2 separate regions of the Gossypium hirsutum genome follow, and region 1 is linked to region 2. The links are chromatin contacts, called in public Hi-C maps. All regions are on one chromosome and are shown on one strand. The core of a region is the stretch at or near the end of the contact, and the rest is flanking DNA. Distances in the headings are between cores, read along the strand shown.

What was found. Hi-C and Micro-C count contacts between places; a contact is called where the count stands out from the background.
Region 1: a contact with region 2 is called in a Hi-C map of hypocotyl, with 4 times the contacts expected there. The contact joins the promoter of LOC107945702 here to the promoter of LOC107945707 in region 2. A contact is called at or near these places in 3 of 34 Hi-C or Micro-C datasets (hypocotyl and leaf).

The regions. Positions count from the first base shown.
Region 1 is chrD12:28,447,710-28,451,592 of Gossypium_hirsutum_v2.1, forward strand. It overlaps LOC107945702 (glucan endo-1,3-beta-glucosidase 1), which reads left to right and starts at 1,333. Exons shown (of 3, transcript XM_016879794.2): 1 at 1,333-2,001; 2 at 2,137-3,294; 3 at 3,378-3,613. The coding sequence starts at 1,941. The coding sequence ends at 3,433. It overlaps LOC107945703 (zinc finger protein AZF1), which reads left to right and starts at 3,807. Exons shown (of 1, transcript XM_016879795.2): 1 at 3,807-3,883.
Region 2 is chrD12:28,095,376-28,099,531 of Gossypium_hirsutum_v2.1, forward strand. It overlaps LOC107945707 (mitochondrial outer membrane protein porin 2), which reads right to left and starts at 1,316. Exons shown (of 6, transcript XM_016879798.1): 1 at 930-1,316; 2 at 755-822; 3 at 1-65. The coding sequence starts at 978.

The DNA of each region.
Region 1 (3,883 bases), core at 83-2,582, 350 kb after region 2:
CGAGGATACCATTTTGATATTTAATTAATTTTTTATATTATTGGGTAAAAAAACCTCAAAATCTTGTTTTGGTGAAGTTTTAAGGGTTTAGTACCAATAAAGGTCCATTTTCGAAATTATTTACGGAAATGGACTGTTTTTAAAAATAATAACGGGTATGGACCAAAAACCCAAAAACATATTGGCGTGGACGCGTTTTTAGGGGATAAACGCGTCCACGTCAGCATTTTTTCCTTGTGTCAGGCAAAAGCGTTGACGAGGACGCGCTGTTGGCCGTGTTTTTCCCCAATGGTCACCTCCAACGATCGTTTAAAAATCTAACCGTTGGGCCTCCGATAGTCAGGAAAAAAAAAGTATAAAACCCCCAACCCATTTTTTCACATCAAATTTCATTATTTTTCCAAATTTCTCTCTAAGTTTCTTTAAAAAGCTCTCAAAGCTCTCTAATTTTTTTTATTTTTGTCTGAATTATTATTAATTTATTTTTATAATTTTTAAGAAATTTGATCGTGTTAGTAATGGCCTGGCAATTAATTCGTCTTGATGATAAACATATCTCCGTCGACCAAATGTAAATGGTAAGAGTTAATTTCATTTTTTAATATTATTTAAATTTTAAAATTTCTTAAACAATTAAAAGCCTAATACCCTAATTTAAAATTTCCTAAACTCTAATCAAACCCAAAACCTGGACCCTAATTAGCAAATAATCTATTAGGGATTACATGGCCAAAAGCGTGACCACGTCAGTACGTTTTTACCTGACACAAGGAAAATAACATTGATGTGGATGCTCTTTTTTGTATTATCCTCTAAAAACATATCCATATTAGCGTGTTTTTAAGTTTTCAGTCCATACCCATTATTATTTTAAAAAACAGTCTATTTTTATAAATAATTTCGAAAATGAACCTTTATTAATATTAAACTCAAGTTTTAAAGATATTTTAATTTTCTGTTTAAAAAAATATTTTGATTTAATAATTTTAAATTTATTAATTTCTCCAAATAACCATTTGAACGTATAAAAAGAAAACAACCAAATTGAAAAATTCAAAATTTTTCGAGTAATTTTGGTGAGCCCGATGTATGAGTAGGCCTGCTGGTCAGAGCACTAAAAAACATAGAAAAAGTTGGAATATAAGGAAATAGTAAATACTAGTCACATCAAATATCCAGAATTGCTCCTCATGAAGCTGCTCTCCACCGTCTGATCCCTACGCCCGTCCCCACACTCTGCCACCCTTTTTTGTTTTTTCCTTTCACTTCATGTGTCCCGGACCCCACCACCAGTTTCCTTTTCCATTCCCTCTGTCTCTGTGTAATCAAACCGGCGTCGTTTCTGCCATTAGGAGTAGCAAATACATTATAGTATGTTTGGGGTGCAATGGTGACTGCAAAAAAGCTCACACTTCCCACACCAATGCACAGTCCTTATGTTCATTGGTTCCCACTTCCCACGCGTCCCAATGCGCTGTAGGAAAACAAGATGACCCTTCTCTCTCAATGTACATGTACTGTAATAATACTTTAAAAGAAAAAAGAGAGAGGATGTACTGTAAAAAATCTCGGGCACCAAGATTTTGCAGATATCTTCCTGCATAACTTGCTTGAACCCTTCAGTTCTTTTAAGTTCTGTGGTCTTGTACTCTTTGAGTTTGGTGACAAAGAATTTAGAAAAATAGGTAGTTTTTGTGTTTTTTAACTTTGAAGCCTGCAATCCATCCATGGTGAACATATTCTTTTGTTCACATTGAAGATCAAAGCCGCACTTCTTATAACTTGCACGGGGACTCAGAGGGGGAGGGAGGGAGTGAGAGACAGAGGGTGGGGTTTAAAGGGTTTTTCAGAGCTTTCAAGAGGTCCCAACTGTTCCAACTCCATCCCAACCCAACCCAACCCAACCTCATTTTCAGATCTTTATTATTGTTGAAAAAAAAATGTTGAAGATGGAGTTAATGATCATTTGCTTGTTCTTTCTCTGTTTTCTGGGTCTTACTGGTATGTTAAAGTATAAAATTTGAAAACCCTATATACTGTTTTCTCTAAATGTTTCATCATGTCAAAATGTGGGTTCTCTTTGTTCTACGTTTTCATCTCTTGAAAACATTTTTATGCGTTTTTTTTCTTTTGCAGGCGCAGGTCAAGAATCTATTGAATACCTTAGGCTTTATGACACAACTCCGGAGGTTATTCATGCATTACCTCACGGTGATGTTCCTATAGCAGTTGCTGTGAATGGCAATGTTCTCAGAGAGGTTTCTAGCAGTGTTTTGAAGGCTGAGAGTTGGGTCCGGGTTCATGCTTTAGCTCACTTTCCAGCTGCCAAAATCACTACCATTCTTGTGGGTGATACTATTCTTTGTCAAAATGGTAAAGGAGAAGAAGACAGTTTGGGTTTTTTACTACCATCCCTCAAGAACATTTATCACTCTCTTACAAGGTGGGGTCTAGAGAAAGACATCAAAGTGTCGGCTGTTTTTTCTTCCGATTGTTTGATGCAAAACTCTGTTGTTTTTACTGATGATTTGGGTAAGAAGGTGGTCAAATCCCTGTTGGAGTTCTTCCAAAATACAAACTCCACTTACTCCATTATTGCTCCTCCAAATTTGTCTTCCTCTTTGCATGAAACATTGGTTTTACTCTCCTCACACCTGGATTTCATGAAAAGGTTTGGATCTTTTGAGCTTAGAAAGGTCAATGTCGTATTCCCCAGTCAACAACCGAAAAAACCCATAAGCAGGAAGCTGTCAATGATGGATTCCAAGTTCGAAAGACCATTCCCTGATAGGCCATCCTCGCCACAAACCGCTCCTTCTACTGGCATTTCTGCGCCTGCCAATGTAGCCAAAACCCCTCATCCTCCACAGTACCCTATTGCTTCACTGCCTCCCATTTGCTTCCCTGTTGACTCTCCACCACCATTTTCCTTTCCCATTGCTCCAGAGCTGCCTCCGCCTTTTGTTCCCGCCAGCTCACCTAGTGGCTTCCATTTGCCTCCTTGTAATCCAGCCTATGACACTGCACCAGCACCAGAGACGGTGGTGGTGCAAAAGCTTTGGTGTGTGGCTAAGCCGAGTGTCCCTACGGAGACACTGCAAGAAGCAATGGACTACGCTTGTGGTGAAGGCGGTGCTGATTGTAAAGAACTTATGCCAGATGGGAGCTGTTTCTATCCAGACACCATTGTTGCTCATGCTTCTTATGCTTTCAACAGCTACTGGCAAAAGACCAAGAGAAATGGAGGAACTTGCAATTTTGGAGGCACTGCTATGATTATCAATGCTGACCCAAGTAACTTAACCCATACTTTGTTTACACTTAAATTTAAGCTCTATTGCCTTTTTAATTACAACATGGTTTCGTGTTTGTTTCAGGTTTCCTCGAGTGTCGGTTTGTTCTCAGTAGAATGGAGAATGTTGGGATTGTTTGAGTACAATGTAGGATGTGTGGGGTCTAATTGCTAAGTGGAATGTCTGGTTTTTACCCTTTATTCTTAGTGAGTAGTTGTGGTGTAAGGCATGTAGCAAGTAGGAGTTAGAAGATCCAGTTTATTTATCCTATGACTCATTTGACTTTGATTCCGTATATAAATGCCCTTTTGCCTTGTTAATATTGATCTCTTAACAATGTTAAAGAGTTTATGTGGGCCGTAAAGTCCATAAATGGACATTTAGGAGATATATCGCCCTGAAGTGTCCATTATCCAACAGAAGTGATTGGGCTTACTATAGAGGCAGGTCATCCCTCCAAAACACCCAGTTCCCAATATTTGGTTACCTTGGTAATTTTTTTATCACTTAATTATGAAAAATTACATAAAAGTCATTTAATTATTTGATGCTTTTTTTTGTTATTAGTCGTTAAATGGTAATAGAAAAAA
Region 2 (4,156 bases), core at 66-2,565:
TTGTATAATGCAGCAACATCCCCAGTAGAAAGTCCTCCTTTCTTTAGAGCAGTTGATGTAAGGGCCTGATATATATATAAGGGGGCATATGAGGAATAAAATAGAACAACTTCACCTGTTGTAAGTTTTAAATTATAGGATCTAGCTAAAGAAAACCACATGAAAGTTCATTAACCTCAGCAGACAAATCAAAATTCAAACCGCCAAGGAAAACTTTGAGACAAGTAAAATTTAAAACTTTTGGCTCGGTTCAGAGCGGTGTATCTCTTGCATTCATTCGAATTACACCTTTTGAACTAAAAAAAGTGGTAATATCAATTCAGACGAAAACAGTGCCATCTGGAAACACAGGTTCACCGACAATAGATTGGCAACAAAATGTTTGAGTCCAAAGATTCATGAGAAATCCAGGGAAATCACCCTAAAACAGATTTCTTTTCAGTGGAAAAGAATAAATAACAAGAACCTTGATTTTTCAAATGCCCGATCTACATTCAATTATAAGTTAGACCTTTCTAGCCCTTTTTTTTTTGGTTGCAAATTAGACCTAATTACTCCAAAACTCAAGGTTCACAATTACATAAATAGAGCCTGAAATTATGAAAGCACTAGTTTTACACAAATATGGACCCTCTCTATATATCAAGTCCTAGCGAGCAAATCGGAGTGTCATTATAGAATAAACTATCGCACCCCAGCTACGATATAAACATGAATCGAAATTCAAGGTGTAAAAGAGATTATTTTGGCATACAACTCCAGCGCCAGTGTAAGTAGAAACAGTGAACTTCTGATCCGAGGTATAATCTTTAGTCAACAGATCTAAGCATTCAAAAAAGGGAGAAATGAAAACAGGTAATTGAAAGGAATATAAATATATATCGAAAGATCGTACGGTGGAGAAGGAAGGAGATAGAGGAATTGATTACCTTTGGCTTTCTTGCCGATATCGACGAAGAGTCCTGGTCCCTTACTCATGGTTGCAGAAAAGACTGGGAAAGATCTGAGAAATTGATAGGATTTAAAAGATGGTGAAATCGAATGGAATCGATTCGAAGGACGCAGGGCTTTTTTTAGTGGAGACGAAAATGAAAATGCCAAAACTTTTGAAGGAGGTGAATATCGGGTGTGCCCCTTTTTGGAACTCCTAGTGTTCGTAACCGTTTGATTTTGTCGAAACTATGATCAAATTCAACCTTCATCAAGTATATGTATTATTTAAATAATCACAATGCTGGCTGGATCTGGGAGGAATATTATTACAGCCAAATCCTACACTAATGGATGAGTTTCAAAAAGTAACTACTACACATTTTTTTGCCAGGAAAGTGATGATTTCAGATAAATAAAAATATTGTTTATTAACTTTTTTTTTAGTTATAATATTTGAATAAATCTTTTGTTTTTTAAATAAAGTTTAGATCTTACAGTTGTTTAAACTTGATGATATGGTCATGACAAAAAAACCTTTGATCATATAGTTTACTTCAAGAATTATCGAGATTTAATCTTAAAAATAGGTTCAGAGGAATGCCAACTTAAACTCTTAAATTAAAGAGTTTTGAGATTTAATTGGGCCAATGAAATTCGCTTCTAAGATTATTAAGATTTGATCTTGAACAATGGTGTGAATTACTTAAAAAATTCATTTTTTAAAATAATTATTGGATTAGGTTGATTTTTTTTGTAAAATTACAGGATCAGGCTGAAATAATGAAAACGTTTTCATCTAAAAGCGTTTTCAGCATATTGGCAGAAAAAATCTTTTAGCTGGAAGTGCTTTCTGCCACATTAGCTGAAAACACTTCCTGTTTTCCCCCAACGGTCACTCTCAATGGCTATTTTCTCCAACAACTATTTAATTAGCTATTGAAACCAACGACTACCTCCAAAACGACTATATTTCTTTTTCTATATAACCCCCCTCCCTCATTTCATTTTTGTCAATTCAATCTCAACTATCTCTCTCACACACATTTTCAAACCTCTCTCAATTCCTTTTAATTTCTTACTCAAATTTTATTTCTCTCTCAACTCTCTTTTTTTTATTAAAATTATATTAAAATTTTTGTAAATTTTTTTTTTTCTATTACAAGTTATTTCGTGTTTTTCAAAATTAGCAATGGAAAAATCTCTAATCCGTTTGGATGGCAAGCACATTTCGGTCGATCAATTACAAATGACAAGAATTTTTTATTATATTTAATCCAATTTAATTTAAATATTTTCTTATTATATTAGAATTTAATATTATGTATTTTTTTATATATAACCAAAAGAATGAGTTTTGGAGACGTATATTCGTAATCTACCCGGTCCTCAATCACCTTTAATCGAACCCTACTTGAGAAATGCGAGATTTTTACACGTGCCATTATAGGTAAGGGGTGTATATTGGACCCCACACTTGTAAGCACGCTGGTGGAAAGGTGGAGACCCAAGACGCACACATTCCATCTTCCATACAGTAAGTGTACTATCACTCTCAAGGACGTGCAGTTACAGCTCGGGTTACCAGTGGATGGGCCTGTAACACCCCAAATCTGACCTATACATTATGGCCAAATCTGGAAGGTTAAAAAAATAAGTTGAAATCTTTACTTTCCAGAACGTGACTCGTTACGAAAACGAAAATCAAAGTTTTATAAAACTCGCCACAATTTCTTAATAGGAAAATTTGTCATTCTTAAAACATTTATATGAATTTACCAACCACTAAATTAAAAACCCAATTTTATGAAATCATAGTGCTTAAGTCACTTGCTTCAGAAAACTCGTAATTCTAAATAAAATTTTGTAGCAGAAATTTTAGAGTTGATGATTTGAAAACCGTGATCTCGATAAGTGAAAACCAAACATTTATTTGAGCACATTCTGAAACTTTAGTTATTAATCTTCGTAAAACTCATTTCAAATTTGCAGTAGAAAATCCTTAGCTTGTTTAATTTTTGAAAACCAAACATTTATTTTTAAATAACTAAAAATAATGCAAAAATCTTTAATTGAATAAAAAAAACCAAAAGTCCAAAAAATTTGAATATTAACAAATCAAACCATTTTATGTGAGAGACCAATCCGAGTTCCCAAACGCCGCCCAACCCTAATTTTGTCGATTACCAGAAAAGTCAGAAAAATTTGGTGAGCTAACAAGCTCAATGTGTAACTAAACTCAAACAGAAACACAATAAACAAATCAAAATGTCACAGAGAAGTTATCAAACTCGAACGACAAAACTGTGCATGCATGGTCATGCCAATGCAATATTTCGAAAAATGAAATGCAAATTTTCAGAAAACTTCCTATCCATCTCTGCTGCATACCAAATTAGAGCTCCTCAAAACTCTTCCATCCAAAACACACTAACAGATAATTGTAGACAATGCCACCAAAGATTGTAGTTAAAACTGCCAAATCAAATATATATGGTAATGCCACTATATTGCAACCAAGCTGCCAAAACAGATATGTGTGGTCGAACCACTATAAATGCAGCCAAGTTGGCAGAACAGAAATGTGGTTAAACCACCAAATAGTGCAGATCATTAAACTGCCAAAACTTCCTCCTTACCATATTATCCCAACCCCATGCATTGTGACATGGCATGCAAATATAGAATCTGAATGAAAAGCATATAAGACATGCAGTTGTACAATAGCAAAAATTAGAAGGCATGGAATTCCACGGTTTGTAGAACAAATGTGTCACAATTTCAACAAAAACAAACCAGTTTTGCCATAACGTCACATGCATGGTCATATAACAGATTCAAACATATACAAGTTAACATAATTAGACATTATATGCTCATATACAACATAGTAAAACAGAAACATGCCATCAGAACTATTAGTATATAGATCATACATATATATTTCACATACCTTTTCCACATTACTTATAGTATCATATCATCAGATATCATGTTTTCAAGTCCTATTGACACAATATGGACTCTACAAATTGGCTAAATACACATCATAGATAAATATGGCCCTAGGTGAAATTTCCATAAAATGGGCCCACACGACCCAAGTGGCCCAACCTGTGTGGCACACACGGCCCAATTAACCCAAACAGTGTGTCATACATGGTCGTGTGACATCGACAATGGGTTTTTTTTGGCTTTTTTCCATTTTCTATTTTTACGAGATTGA